Linked DNA regions of Mus musculus: region 2 is linked to region 1. A link is a contact called in public Hi-C data. All regions are on one chromosome and are shown on one strand. Each heading gives the region's core, a stretch centred on a gene start, on an enhancer-like site or on the middle of the called end of the contact. The rest is flanking DNA. Distances are from core to core; before and after follow the strand shown.

What was found. Hi-C and Micro-C count contacts between places; a contact is called where the count stands out from the background.
Region 2: a contact with region 1 is called in a Hi-C map of the N1E-115 cell line, with 2.4 times the contacts expected there. The contact joins two enhancer-like sites. A contact is called at or near these places in 4 of 484 Hi-C or Micro-C datasets (the N1E-115 cell line, cortical neurons and uterus).

Annotation. Positions count from the first base shown.
Region 1 is chr7:96,555,214-96,561,592 of GRCm38.p6, reverse strand. The region is part of intron 6 of Tenm4 (teneurin transmembrane protein 4); the gene reads right to left. Among named protein-coding and RNA genes, the nearest start is that of Gm15412, 220 kb to the right of the region's middle. Within about 2 kb of position 4,307, at least 4 of the 459 cell types and tissues checked have an H3K27ac peak or open chromatin away from gene starts, as enhancers often do. A contact at or near this core is called in the N1E-115 cell line, where this site is marked.
Region 2 is chr7:96,830,092-96,836,499 of GRCm38.p6, reverse strand. The region is part of intron 19 of Tenm4 (teneurin transmembrane protein 4); the gene reads right to left. Among named protein-coding and RNA genes, the nearest start is that of Gm15413, 32 kb to the right of the region's middle. Within about 2 kb of position 3,784, at least 54 of the 459 cell types and tissues checked have an H3K27ac peak or open chromatin away from gene starts, as enhancers often do. A contact at or near this core is called in the N1E-115 cell line, where this site is marked.

The DNA.
Region 1 (6,379 bases), core at 3,058-5,557:
CCCTTGCCATGTGCTGCTACAGCAGTCTGAGGCCGCTGAGCAGACAGAGGACGGGTTGGAATTGTAGCTAAAGGAGGAGTTTTAGCAAAATAAGCGTGTACCACATGCCTCCTGGGGAAGAGAATGCAAGGCCAGGGGTGGGAGGAAAGCAGCAGGATCAGAAAGCAAGAGGATCAGCAGCAGGATGGAGAGCCAGGCTCGGGATGATGGTTCAGGATCAAAGAAGAGAGAGGGAGCACGGAATGGGACAGCGGCTAAGGAATCCAGCAACTGTCCCACAGTAGGTGTGTGGTTAGAGGACCAAATAGAGGTTCTCTTGCCCTAGAGTACCTGGGAATTCTTGCTGGTCCTAGGACTAAGAGTAAGGGGTCTTTGGTGAAGCGAGATCCCTGAGGAGCAGAACAGGACAGGGAAGCTGCTCACAGAGGCAACCCCAGCTACTTACAAGGTTTGCCTGCTTGGTCAGAGTCCACATCCTTCCTTGCATGGATTTTTGCCCTAGCATAACACTTGAACCTGTGCCTGCTGCAGTCTATTCTCAATGCAGCATCCAGAATGATCTTACTCATGCACTGGTTAGACCCTGCCCATCCTCCCTCAAAGTTCTCAGTAGTTCTAGTGCCAGCCTGCACACCTTCCACTCCAGGCCATCTCTGGCATACTCCACTGTTCTACCCACTGGCCCCTTTGTTGCTGTTCAAACAAGCCATTAACATTCTACACTAAGGTCCCTGCAGCTGTCCTTCCCTCTACTGGTTTTCATTCCACAACCTCACATCTCCTGTTATCAATGACAAAACCCCCAATTCACTGTCTCTATGAACCCTTCTCTGGCCACCATATTTAAAATTACAACTCTCCTCCCTCACCCTGGGACTTGTTCGCACAGCACTTACTATCTTGACACACAGTATACAGTTTAATTTCCCAACCTGTCTCCCCATTAAAATTTAATGTTCTTAAGAGTGAGAAGTTTTGATGATTGACAGAATCTCAGTACTTAAAACCATTCCTAGGCTATAGCAAGTGCCCAAGGAATAGCATGACATCTGAAATATGCATTATCTCGGTGAATTCTCATGAGATGTTTGGGCTTGCCAAGAGTGGACTGTGGTATCAAGAAGGTCTTCCCTTGTCTCAGACTCAAGCCTGTTTATATCAAGCATCGTCCAAATCCTGACATGGGTCAGGGTACTCATTGGCTTTGTAACAAGGACAGGGAAAAACAGCAAAGACCAAAGGATGTAAAAACATGGTGTCCTTGAGAACACGTAGAAGGCAAACAATTCCTAACAGACTTTGCTATTGTTTATCCTACAATGTGAAAACAAGTGTGGTTGTCATAAGAAGCCAGAAGCTCCCTGATGGGAACTCCAGCGAGACCGATTCTTCCCCAGCCGTTTGCTGCTGGATGTTGTAAGCCCAGTTTGATGATGTTACCTGCATTTGATCTCTCTCTCAATCAGGTCATTCCGTTGGTCCCTGCTGGATGTTAAAAGCATCTGCTTTGATGCGGTTTTGTTACCTATAAGCTACTTGCTGTTTGTTCTTTTACTTTTGTTTGCTACAAGCTTAATAAACTCGCTCATTTGAAGCAGAAAGAACGGTTCCTACATTCCCCAGATCGTACAGAACAGTGCTGGACTCAGTCTTACATCTTCCCACCCTCCATCCCCAGATTCCTGTACAACACACTTTCGAATGTCTATTCTGCACAGCCTCTGGGGACACCCTTGCTGGCTGTCCACACAGAATGCCCTGCTTTCAGTTTCTTTACCTGCTAAATTCCTCCTGACCCTCAGGGCCTGGAGTCCAGCGCCTCCTCCACGGAGCCTTCTCAGATGCTTTCTAGTTGGACTTTCCTCTTAAACTTTTTCTCTTGCTTGACCCAGTTTGAGAGTGGCCTGGGTTGATTTTTGTTGTTGTTTGTTTGTTTGTTTGTTTTATATCCAGATCATATTGGAGAGGCTATAAGTTCATTTGCTTTTCTGGAAGTTTCTAACATGGACAAGGAAATTTATGTCCTAGATAGAGCCAGAATTATTTCCCAGACCTCACAGTTTATGAGTCGAGCACATGTTTCTACAAAACAGTGCACACCATGGAGTGGAGTTGCCAAGCAAGACAATGATGATGGAAAGGGGCACACCTGGGTTTAAGTCTTGGCTGTGGCCGTCCCTTCACCATGTCACTGAACTCCAGATCAATGTGCTTGCCTAGAAAATGAAAACAAAAATGTCTCTTCTAACTCATTATTACTAAATTCTCTGACTTAAACCAGGTTTGTTCTTTTTCAGCCTCGTTGGGAACTTGGGGGCTTACAGTGTGTCCAGGAGTTACATGGTGAGCTGCCCAATAAGAGACAAACTCCGAAGGCACTGTTCAGTCTCTAGCCCAGTTACCTGGCTCAACTCCCTGTTCTGGAAGGTGCTGTCTCTCTGGACAGTAGGTTGAATTGCAGCACTTTGAACATTTCGAGCTTCCTGACAGTTTTTCTTCTAGATCTTGGTAAGAATAACTCTCAAGAGTCTGGGGCCGGGGAGCGTGGAGGGTGAAGCAAGCCGACTTGGTAAGCGCTCTCTTCACATGCCCTGGAGATACCCGCCTGTTCTGTGGACTTGGTGCCTCATTAGCTTAACTCACCATTTCCTCTTTGATGCCAGACTGTATAATCATGGGGGAGCAGAGGGAAGACCTGAATTTCTTTCATTTTATTTTCTAAGTGATTTTCTAAGTTGGCGCCTTGGATAAAAGCAGAGAGGCCACCCAGGCCTCTTCAGGCCTCCAGGTGTGGCTCTGCAGTGGGCTCCTCTGGGAACCCCTCTCTTTCCCGCTCAATCAGATCATAACAGCCCTCCAGACCCAGGTTCAGAACCTGAGTGAGGAAGAGGACTGACCTCCTCGTACGCAGGGAAAGTGAGTAGCTCCTTCAGGTGGACCTTTAAGCAAATGGCATGATCAGATTGCCTGAATTCAGGGCCCACGGAACAGGGACTTTCCCAGTGATGGACGAGCTAGCAACACCTCAAAATTGGCATGAAATCTTATGTTTTCAATTTTAATTATTTTTTATCTTCTATGTGTATGTGCATACATATTTTTATGGGTTCACATGAATCTGTGTGTACACACGCATGTGGAAGCCAGAGGGCAACTGTGGGTATGGTTCCTGAGGCGCTGTCTCCCTAATTTTTTTTTTCTTTTTGGGATAGGGTTGGTCTTGGATTTGCCAATTAGGCTATACTGGGTATCCAGCAAGACCCAAGGATCCATGACCCCAGCACTGGTATCACAAGCTTGCCACTGCCCCTGGCTGTTCATTTTTTTTCAAATGTTGGTTCTAAGGATGGAGTCAAGTTTTTGTGCTTATGTGGCAAGCACTTCACTGACTGAGCCATCACCCCAGACCTCAGATTTTATAGTTTTGAACTATGATGATTAACATTACTGAATGATGAGCCCTATTATAGAGCATTGCTCGGCAGTGTTAGTATGTTTGCAATACTGTAATGACCATCATTTCTGTTTATCTCCAGAACCTCCTCATTCTCCCAACTGGAGCTCTGTAGCCAGTAACAATCATCCCTTGTTTTAGTTAGGGTTTTACTGCTGTGAGCAGACACCATGACCAAGACAAGTCATATAACGGATAACATTTAACTGGGGCTGGCTCACAGGTTCAAAGGTACAGTCCATTATCATCAAGGTGAGAGCATGGCAGCATCTAGGCAGACATGGTGCAGGCAGAGCTGAGAGTTCTACATCTTCATCTGAAGGTTGCTAGTGGAAGACTAACTTCTAGGCAGCTAGGATGAGGGTCTTAAGTCCACACCCACAGTAATACACCTACCCCAACAAGGCCATACCTTCTAATAGTGCCATTCCCTGGGCCAAGCACATACAAACCATCACATGCCTTACGCTCCCCTCACCCATCTCTAATAACTATTAGTGTGTTGCTTTTAAAGCACAGGTTCTGTGTCTCAGAAAGGTGAACCAAGTTGTCCAAGGCTTAACAGCTGGGACTTGGTCCAGATCTCCTGTGGGGTTGGGGTGGGGCAGGCCTCTGAAGTCAGTGATTTTTCCAGTCTGGGATGCCTCTGCTATACGTACAGGTGGCTGACTTCCCACTTCTCCCACTGCTGCTCTGCTTACTACATTTTAGAATAATGCCTGCCATGCCAGGGACACTCAGCAATCACAAAACAAATGACACATGAATCCACAAGAGAGATTTTTGCCATCCTGCCCCAGTGTTGGGGATGGAGCCCTGATCACATCCTCTGTCTTTGGAAAACATTTATTGGATGCCTACTGGGTGTCTGCCATGCTGGATAATCCTCACTGCCCCCCAGGTTGGTGACTTCGCCTTCTAGGAGGAGGGGCCTGCAGGCTAGCTCTGCCTGACAGTCCTGAGGAGGAGGGCTTATACTGCCAGTCAATTTTGTATTTATTTCAATTAAACACTGACATAAAAGTGGCTGACATTAACTTTCAGGGACAGAAACTGGCTTTAATGGTCCCTATAAAAGTTATTACTGATGACAGTTACACACAGCAGCCCTGTGTCCTCAGAGAAAGCTCCCACTGCTGTCAATACTGTTGACCATTACTACTGACTAATGCAAGGCCACCCGGGAAAGGGGAGTGCACGTTTCTGTGGCTGAAGGTCACAGGGGTTTATGGTTCAGCCCTTTACATTCATCAGGCGGTTCCCCCTTAAGAACTAGGATTCACATTGCTGCTGTTCTCAAAGGAGAGATCCCAAAGTCCCTGTGACTCAGATGGAAGCAAACAAGAGAGGTCCACGTTCCCATCAAAGCTTTGCCAACACGCTGAGAGTTGCTGTCGTGCTAGTTGACTTTTGTTTGTGGAGTGTTTGTTTTCCCGTCTGGAGGATGGGAATGCCATTGCGGTGTTATGGGAATTAGAGGCTATCTCATGTGTGTACTGGGGCCCTTGGCAAGCACTGATTTCCCTTGTTCCTGAGCAGTGGCCTCACTGTGATGGGATGACTAGCTAACACATTCAGTATATCCAATCCCTCCTCTGATGAGATCCAAGCACTCCTCAGAGAAAATGGACAGAACCAGGTCTAGAGGGCTGGATGGTTGAGTGGCAGAGGATGGGATGGTGGGAGGTCAGATGGGAAGGCAAGAGAGAAGGAAGAAGATCCTGGAGAGAACAGACTCTCTGGATAGGGCCTACCCTCTATTCAGCCAGGCACACAGGACTGTGCCCTTCATTTCTCTGATCCTCAATTTCCTCGGCCAAGCAACAATTCTATGAACCCAATCAATGAATAATAGCAAGCCATTCTGATGATCGCCATCCTTATTCAGGCTGGAGTGTAAGACAGCCATTAATGGAAACTTCCCAATGGAGTCAGGGCTCGAGAGAGTATGGAAACCTGTAGGGTGTCTGCTTTGGGAGTCCAAGCCTGAAAGAGATGCAGAAATTAGAGGTCCTTTGTTGAACTCTCCTTCCACTCCTTTGCCTGACTGGTTCCTCTGAGTATAGCTGCCTTAGAGCTCTAAGTGGAGTGTTAAAGTCTGAGTGGAGATGGAAAGAGGGGGTGGGGCATGCCAGGGAACCAGCAACCAACCTCCTGGCCCCACTATCTGCATTCTCATGGCATATGTCATTATCCCCCCAACAGAGGCTTAATTCAGCTGTAATTCAGCTCTCAGGGATATACAGTAACGTGGGCGATACGTGTCTTGCTCTGTCATGACTTTATAGAAAGTGATCCTTTTAGCACCATAGCAAGAAGCCCTCAAAAGAACAGGCAATCCTAGTATTTTGCTACACAGAAAATTCAACACAGTAACTAAAGCTAACAGAGTTAAGATTTTAGATTGGTAAAAGGGCCAGAGTTCTAACTCCATCCTGCATGTGAGCCAGGCAGATTTCTTGGCTTTTGTGGCCAGTGTTCCCTGTTTCTGTGCAATGGTTGTAATAAAATCGACTTCAAAGAGTTGAAGAGGCAGTAAATGAGCTCCTGTGGCTGGAGTGCTCAGCCGTGCTTGGGCATTGATAATCAGGAACCGTGATTAACTCTCTCCATCCCTCGTACTCTCCCTTGTACCTCAGTCCTCAGCACAGCAATATTAGATGGCCAGAATCCCAGGTCTACAAGGCTTGAAGCTACAGAAGGCAGCTATCAGAACACTGCCCCCTCCCTGATGAGCTGAGAATAAAGGGTTCTGTGGTTAAAGACTACAAAGCGTGCTACAAATACTGGTGATTTATCCATCAGCATGCCTGTTAATGTTTTAAAGGCTCTGAGAAGTCCTGCACAAGAAAAACTGGTTGATGCGTGTTTCGTGTTTCCTCACTGCAATGTCGCAAAAACCGCTTTCCCTTTCCTAATTAAAAA
Region 2 (6,408 bases), core at 2,535-5,034, 280 kb before region 1:
CAGTCTTGTCCTTCAGCGCCCACTTCAGAGGACTTCTGTGAAGTTCCTGCTCAGAACTCTCATCTCGCTCCCTCGAAACCGCACACCAAGGCCTTGGTATCCTGCTAAGCTGCACCTCCCTCTCCTCTCCACCCAGACATCAGGCAGTGTGAGGGCGTGGCAAGGCTTTCTCTGTAGTGCAGAGCCTGGACCGTGCCTAGTGAGTACTTAGTCACAGGGGCAAAATAGAGGACTGAGCAAATAAACAGGGCAATTAGCAATCATCTAGAGGGGTGGTTTTCACATGTTTCAGAAGTAGAATAATTTGGTAGATGACATTTCCTAAGGACCTCAAAATAGGAAACAAACCAAAAGAAGACCCGCCCTAGATGTAATGGTGACAGAATTCCTCCCCAACTCTGGTGGTTCCAAAGGCAATTTGATCAGCCTCTGAAGGAACCATCCAGAAAGTTGTCAGGATCCTTTCCGTTTTTGTAACGAGGAGATTGGGAGGTACTAATATTTTCACAAGGCTACCAGGAAGGTGGTTGCAGGAGTCTGGAGTGCGGACCTTCCATTTCTAGGCTAGATGCTAGATCTGTTGGTGTGTCTGAAGGAGCAATGAATGGGAGTGAAGATGCCGGTTCAGGTGAGTGCTCTGCGAGATCAGGATACTGTGGAAACAGCCATTGATGACCCGTCTCAGGCAAAAATGAAGGAGCTCACCTTCTCTTCATTTTCCCGGTTCAGGCCCACCCTTCTTTCTGGCCTATGAAAGAGCTACTAATAAGGCCTGTGGGCACTAATGAAAAAAATCCTCAAGTTCTAGCCCATCTTTATTAGACACCCAGATCCTTACTTCCCTCAAGTGATAAACTTTTCTCTGTTTGATGAGAAAAGCAATTAACACCAGGCTTGTAAGCAGCTGGTCTCACTCGTGTCAGCTTGTCCTTTCTGAAGGCAACAACAACTATCCACAATGCACCACATGCCTTGCTCCCCCACCCCCATCCCCAAACCACCACCACACACCTCACCTCACCTCACTCTGCACAGTCTGGCTAATACTAATTCAGTCAGTGTTTTCCTTCTGAGGCCCTTGGTCTAAATGCAATTACATGGCAAACCAGTAAATCAGGTGAGGCTCAGCAAAGACTTCCAGTCCTGTTCTGAAGGTCTCCCGATGTATTTATGTGAAATTATCTTTCCACTAATGGGAGGGATTTATTCATCAATTGTACTCAGCTGGTACTGAGAGAGGCTTTCTTTAATGGAGGACAATTGAATTTTGTATTGCTGGAACTTTGTCCTTCCAGTGAATTACTAACAGATCTCAGCGCCTCAGATCCTGGCTATGATCCAGCCTTCTGACATGTACAGTACTTTTGGATTCTGCCTGGATAGTAACCAGCCCTCTGTCGGTGGTTTCCATCATGGGGCTGCCCTGGCTACCCCCACCCCGTGCACATGCAGACCAGCATCCTCTGATTTATCTCTCTTGTGGGGATTTTCTGGTTGTTGGGAAACATTAAATCAGCGCCATTTGGCTATCATTTAGTCTCCATTCGGCAAACCAGAGCAGATGCAATTTTAGGGCAGGCTCCTGTGGATTGCTTTGGATTCTGCAGAAGATTAAGTTGACTCCCCCAGCCCCTGCAGGCCACAGAGGCCTCATGGCAAGACAGGCATTTGGCTCAGAAACCAAGCCCTAGAGGAAAACACTTCCATTCTATTTCTGTTTAACCAGGGTTTTCAGTTGTCAAGAGAACGCTGTTTAATATTAGGGCTTCCCTGGAGCAAAGGAGATGGGGAAGTCACTTTGTGGTGGTCTCTGTCTATGCTCCATGCCGTGTGCTTTCGTCAAGGGAGGTTTGAAAAGATGTGCGTGCTAGGCAGGTTTCCCAGCGATTGTTTTCTCTATGCAGTTATTCAACAGATACTACCAGTGAGATGTTGGTAAATGCTTAAGGATAGACGAGAAACCGAGAGAGAGGGAGTAGGAAAGTGAGAGGGCGAGGGAGAGAGGTGGTTGCAATCTTTGATAGTTACCCTTTCCTATGGTGTAAATACTCCCATCATGGACAAATTCAAGCTACCAACTGTATGCTGCTGGATACAAAGTTGGGAAGAGGTGCATAATGGAATGCGAGTATGTGATATTTCTATCTCAGAGATATATTAGTCTCAGACAAGTTCAAAAGCAATGATAATTATAAAATATAATAAAATACTTAGGAAGTGACAGGTTTTGAGTTATTTATAACCTTTTAATATCGTTTCAATTTCATATAGCTTAGTTTTTAAATTTTAAATCGAAAATCTTATTTTACACATATGAGTGTTTTTCCCGTATGCATGTCTGTGTACCACATGCATGCCTGGTGCACATGGAGGTCAGGAGAGGGCATGGGATCCCTTGGGACTAGAGTTACAGACTGTTGTGAGCCATCATGTGGGTACTGGAAATCAAACCTAGGTCCTCTGGAAGAATAGCTTTTGCTGTTTAGCAACCAGCTTACCAAATTTCTAAATATTTAATAATCAGTTCTAATGAGCTCAAATGAGTTGGTGCTTTCATTCCCCTGGGTCACTCCTCATACTAAAGGCCAGGTTTGGTGTTACGGCGAGAACCACTGACCAGGGTGAGAATCCTAGTCACTCTCTGGGGGGTTTCTCTATATCCCAGTCCTATATGTATGTATGATGCATGTGTTAGTTATTTTTTTTTTCCAATTGGATATGAACTGGGGGCATCTTGGAAGACAGAATCTCAATTGAAAATATGCTTCCTTCAGATTGGCCTACAGGCAAGTCTGTGAGGGCATTTTCATGATTAATGGTTGATGTGGGAGGGTCCAGACCACTGCAGACAGGTGATCCCGGGTTGTATAAGAAAGCAAGTTGAGCAAGCCATGGAGAACAAGCAAGCAAGCAGCATTCCTTCATGGTCTCTGCTTCAGCTCCTGCCTTGAGTCCTGTCCCCAAACCATTCATGATAGACTATGACCAGGACGTGTAAACCAGACAAACCCTTTCCTCCCCAAGTTGCTTTCAGCCATGGTGTTTTATAAGAGCAATAGAAAGCAAACTGGGACAATGGCTCTTGTTTTCTCCTTGGTCACTTTCTTGGGATGATGGAGAGAGGAGGTATTATTTCCTAGTCATCCTTAGAATGACTCCCACTGTCAGCACTTCAGGAAAGCTGTCACCAGCTCTTCCTGTTACAATTAATCACCCTTTCCTCTGGGCTCCTCTATACTTAAAAGCATCTCTCTGTGGCTTTGATGGTCCCACAATTACACCACTCACATTTACAAAGCCATCTCACATGCCTGGGGCTGACTCACTCCTAGTATATAGAGCAAGCAGGGGCTGCAGCTAAGAACTTGAAACCCACGGAGAAAATATTTGCTCAAGGTCACCCAGAGATGAACATAATTGGCTAAGCCTAGTTTCTCACGTACGAATCCTTACTGTGACTGTTGTGTCATGTGTCTACAGTCACAGAAATCCCAGGTACCTTCGATGAGCCGGCACTGCTGGCTGCTAGAGTTATAAATCCCAGTCCTTGATTACTTGCTAGAGCTCACAAAAGCCATTTTGAAATGCCTTAGTGTGTTTGTCCCTGTTATCAGAGTGTCAACACATGGAATTAGCATATGTCAGGCAGCTGGGACACAAAACAAGCAATTAGGCTGGGTGAACCCTGCCAGGAGGCAGTGCTCCTGCCAGGCCAGCTGGGGTGGTGTCACATATACTGGCATTAGCGCAACGATACACTCAGAGCCTGAACAAGGTGCCCTTGCTGGTGACTAGACGATCTGCCTGATTGCTTCCTGAGGCCAGAGGCCAGGCTTTGGAAAGAGAAGAGTCTGCCGGAGAGACAGCAGATGGATTGCTACCCAGCCCTCCCTCGAAACAGAAGCGAGCAGATCAAAAAAAGCAGCCTCGACCTCGATGCCACTCGGGGAAAGCAGCAGAAAGAGCCGAGGTTGGGAAGTCACAGCTCCTTGTTCTGACTCGGATCTAGGCGATTCTGGAGAGCCACCCACCTCTGATCCTCCATCCCTTCATCCGTTATCTGTCCTGAGGTTTTTCTCGATCTAGTGTAAAACAGAATCCAACAGAACTCTCAAGAGCTTCAACTTGTGCTTTCTCAAAGAGTTTTGATCATTTTTTACCTGGCACTATGCAAACAGTTCACACAGCCTTCAGACCAGGGGGCTTTCATCTTAATGAGGTTCATAGCATGCATGTTCTTGCCTCTGAGCTATTCTTGCTGTCTTCCACAGACCTTGTGTACTAGAAATGTGCCTGCTCACCTTTCAGATTCAGCCACAGCATTTACCAAGCAGTGGCCACCATTCCTGCCTCTCGGGGATACTTCTGTAGAAAATGAGTCACACAATTAAGACAATCTTATTCCCAAAGTGGATTCTACTCCACGTGGATGGGACTAGCCACATTTCCCTCAAGCTCTTTTTCCCAGCACTGAGCATGGCTGATGTTCATTTTCAGTAGGCAAAGGAAAATATCGTCCAAGGGGCTGTTTGTCCTAGAATTTGAATGCATGGCGTGGCATAAGCTTTTAATAAATTATTTACTGAATCATGATATGAGATGCTTCTCTTACAGAAGGTGAGGTAGTGTCTGAGACCCTGAAGCCACTTGATCTTGATAGGGTTGTGGTTAGAGACCCCAGGCTGAGAGCTGAAACTTCTTCCCAAGGTGGGCAATTTCTGCCCCTGGATAGTTCACTTGGCTTCTGCTTGCATAACTTGTTTGAAAAATAAAATTAACAAAAATGCCAGAAATCATTAGGTTTTAAGTTACTGTTTGAGGTATAGTGTATAAACAGGTAAAGGAAATGCTAAGTGGAGGGAGAGAGTCTGCAACTTCTTTCCTTTTTGGTTATTTAATGAAAACAGCTGGCATTCAGGGCATGGGAGAAATCATTAGGGATCTAGGTAGCAAATTCTAAGTGTACGTTTTCCCTGCCTACTAGTGTTTGCAGCTCTGTGCTGCTGTTGCTGCTGCTGCTGCTGGTGGTTATGTAAATCACCTCACCTCACAAGGTGCTTTAAGTGGATTTATAAGCCTGACTTGTACGAAACCTTAAACTGTCTTCTGTCAGCTCCTGTTGATTGAATGAGATTTTTTTCAGCACCAACCACAATTTATCCAAAGTCTGTAAGAGATGTGTCTATAGTCATACTGCTTTTAGAGGAGGCTGGGCTCCCAGCCCAGCCCAGGTTACTCTGAGCCAGTGCTCTGTAGCGTGAAGCCTCTTTGTGTGTCGTGCTATGTTAAAGAGATGGTTAGAGCCAGTTGGAGATGTGGAGGGTAGCAACATCTTGCTGAAGAGGAACTGAAGATGCTGAACTTGGAACACGCATGATGCAGTGAAGAACTGATGCTTCTACTATTTACAAGTCTATGACCTTTGGCTTAGTGATTGGGCTGTGCCTTGGTTCTTCAAGTTTTAAAGAAGGAGCCACCAACTGAGCCCTTCTGCGCTGTTTTGGAAGCTGGGAGTGGAGAACTAAACCCATCATGACTTATGGAAAGTATTCCTAGCAATGCCTGACAAAGAACATACCATTGGTGAATGTCTTGTGTTGTTTCTGTATACAAGTATCTGGGTATTTTATCTCATTGACTCTTTAAAACAACCCAGTGGCAATCAGAAACTTCAGAGTGAGTCTCCTCTGTCCAAGGTCACTTGTCTCACTTGTCCCAGACCTTGATCTAGGTCCCTTCTCTCTATGCACTAGATAGTCTTTGCATCACCATATCGTCCTGTGCTAATGCTTCCCGTGATGGACAAGGAGGAGCATGCTTAAGCTGCAAAGCAAACAGAGATGGTAATTCCTTTTGAAATCAATAAAGGGATGATCAAGTGGCCGAGGAGGAGTTGTTAGCTGCTCGTCAGGATGATGTGAGACGCCGCTGCCTGCATCCTCAATTGAATCCACCTTGTTGCTTTATCATCATAAACATTCATTTCAATGTGGGGAGGGATTTTTAAAAACCAACATGAATAATATATTACGGCTGACATTTTGGAGGAAGCAGGATCTTTATCTTTTTCCATCTTCCAGTAGGTAATTCATCAATGTCTTTCTTTCCTTTTTTTTTTTTTCCTTCCCTTTTTGGTAACTGATGGGGTAGCCTGTCAGCTCAGCTTGTTTTGAAAGTGCAGGAGTGTAATTCAATAATAAATCCACTCAGAGGCCAGCTGTCAGGAAGCTGCTGTTTATCTGCAGTTCATTAGAAGATCCTCACTGCTCAGCCCCTTCGAGGGTCTTGGTTGGTTGTGTGAGGCCTGGGGACAGAAGTGGGGGCAGGACTCTGGGGTGGGGAGTGAATGCCCACCTGTGACTTGGTAGCACTGACACTTGGGTGTGGTTTTTGTTTGGAATAACCTGC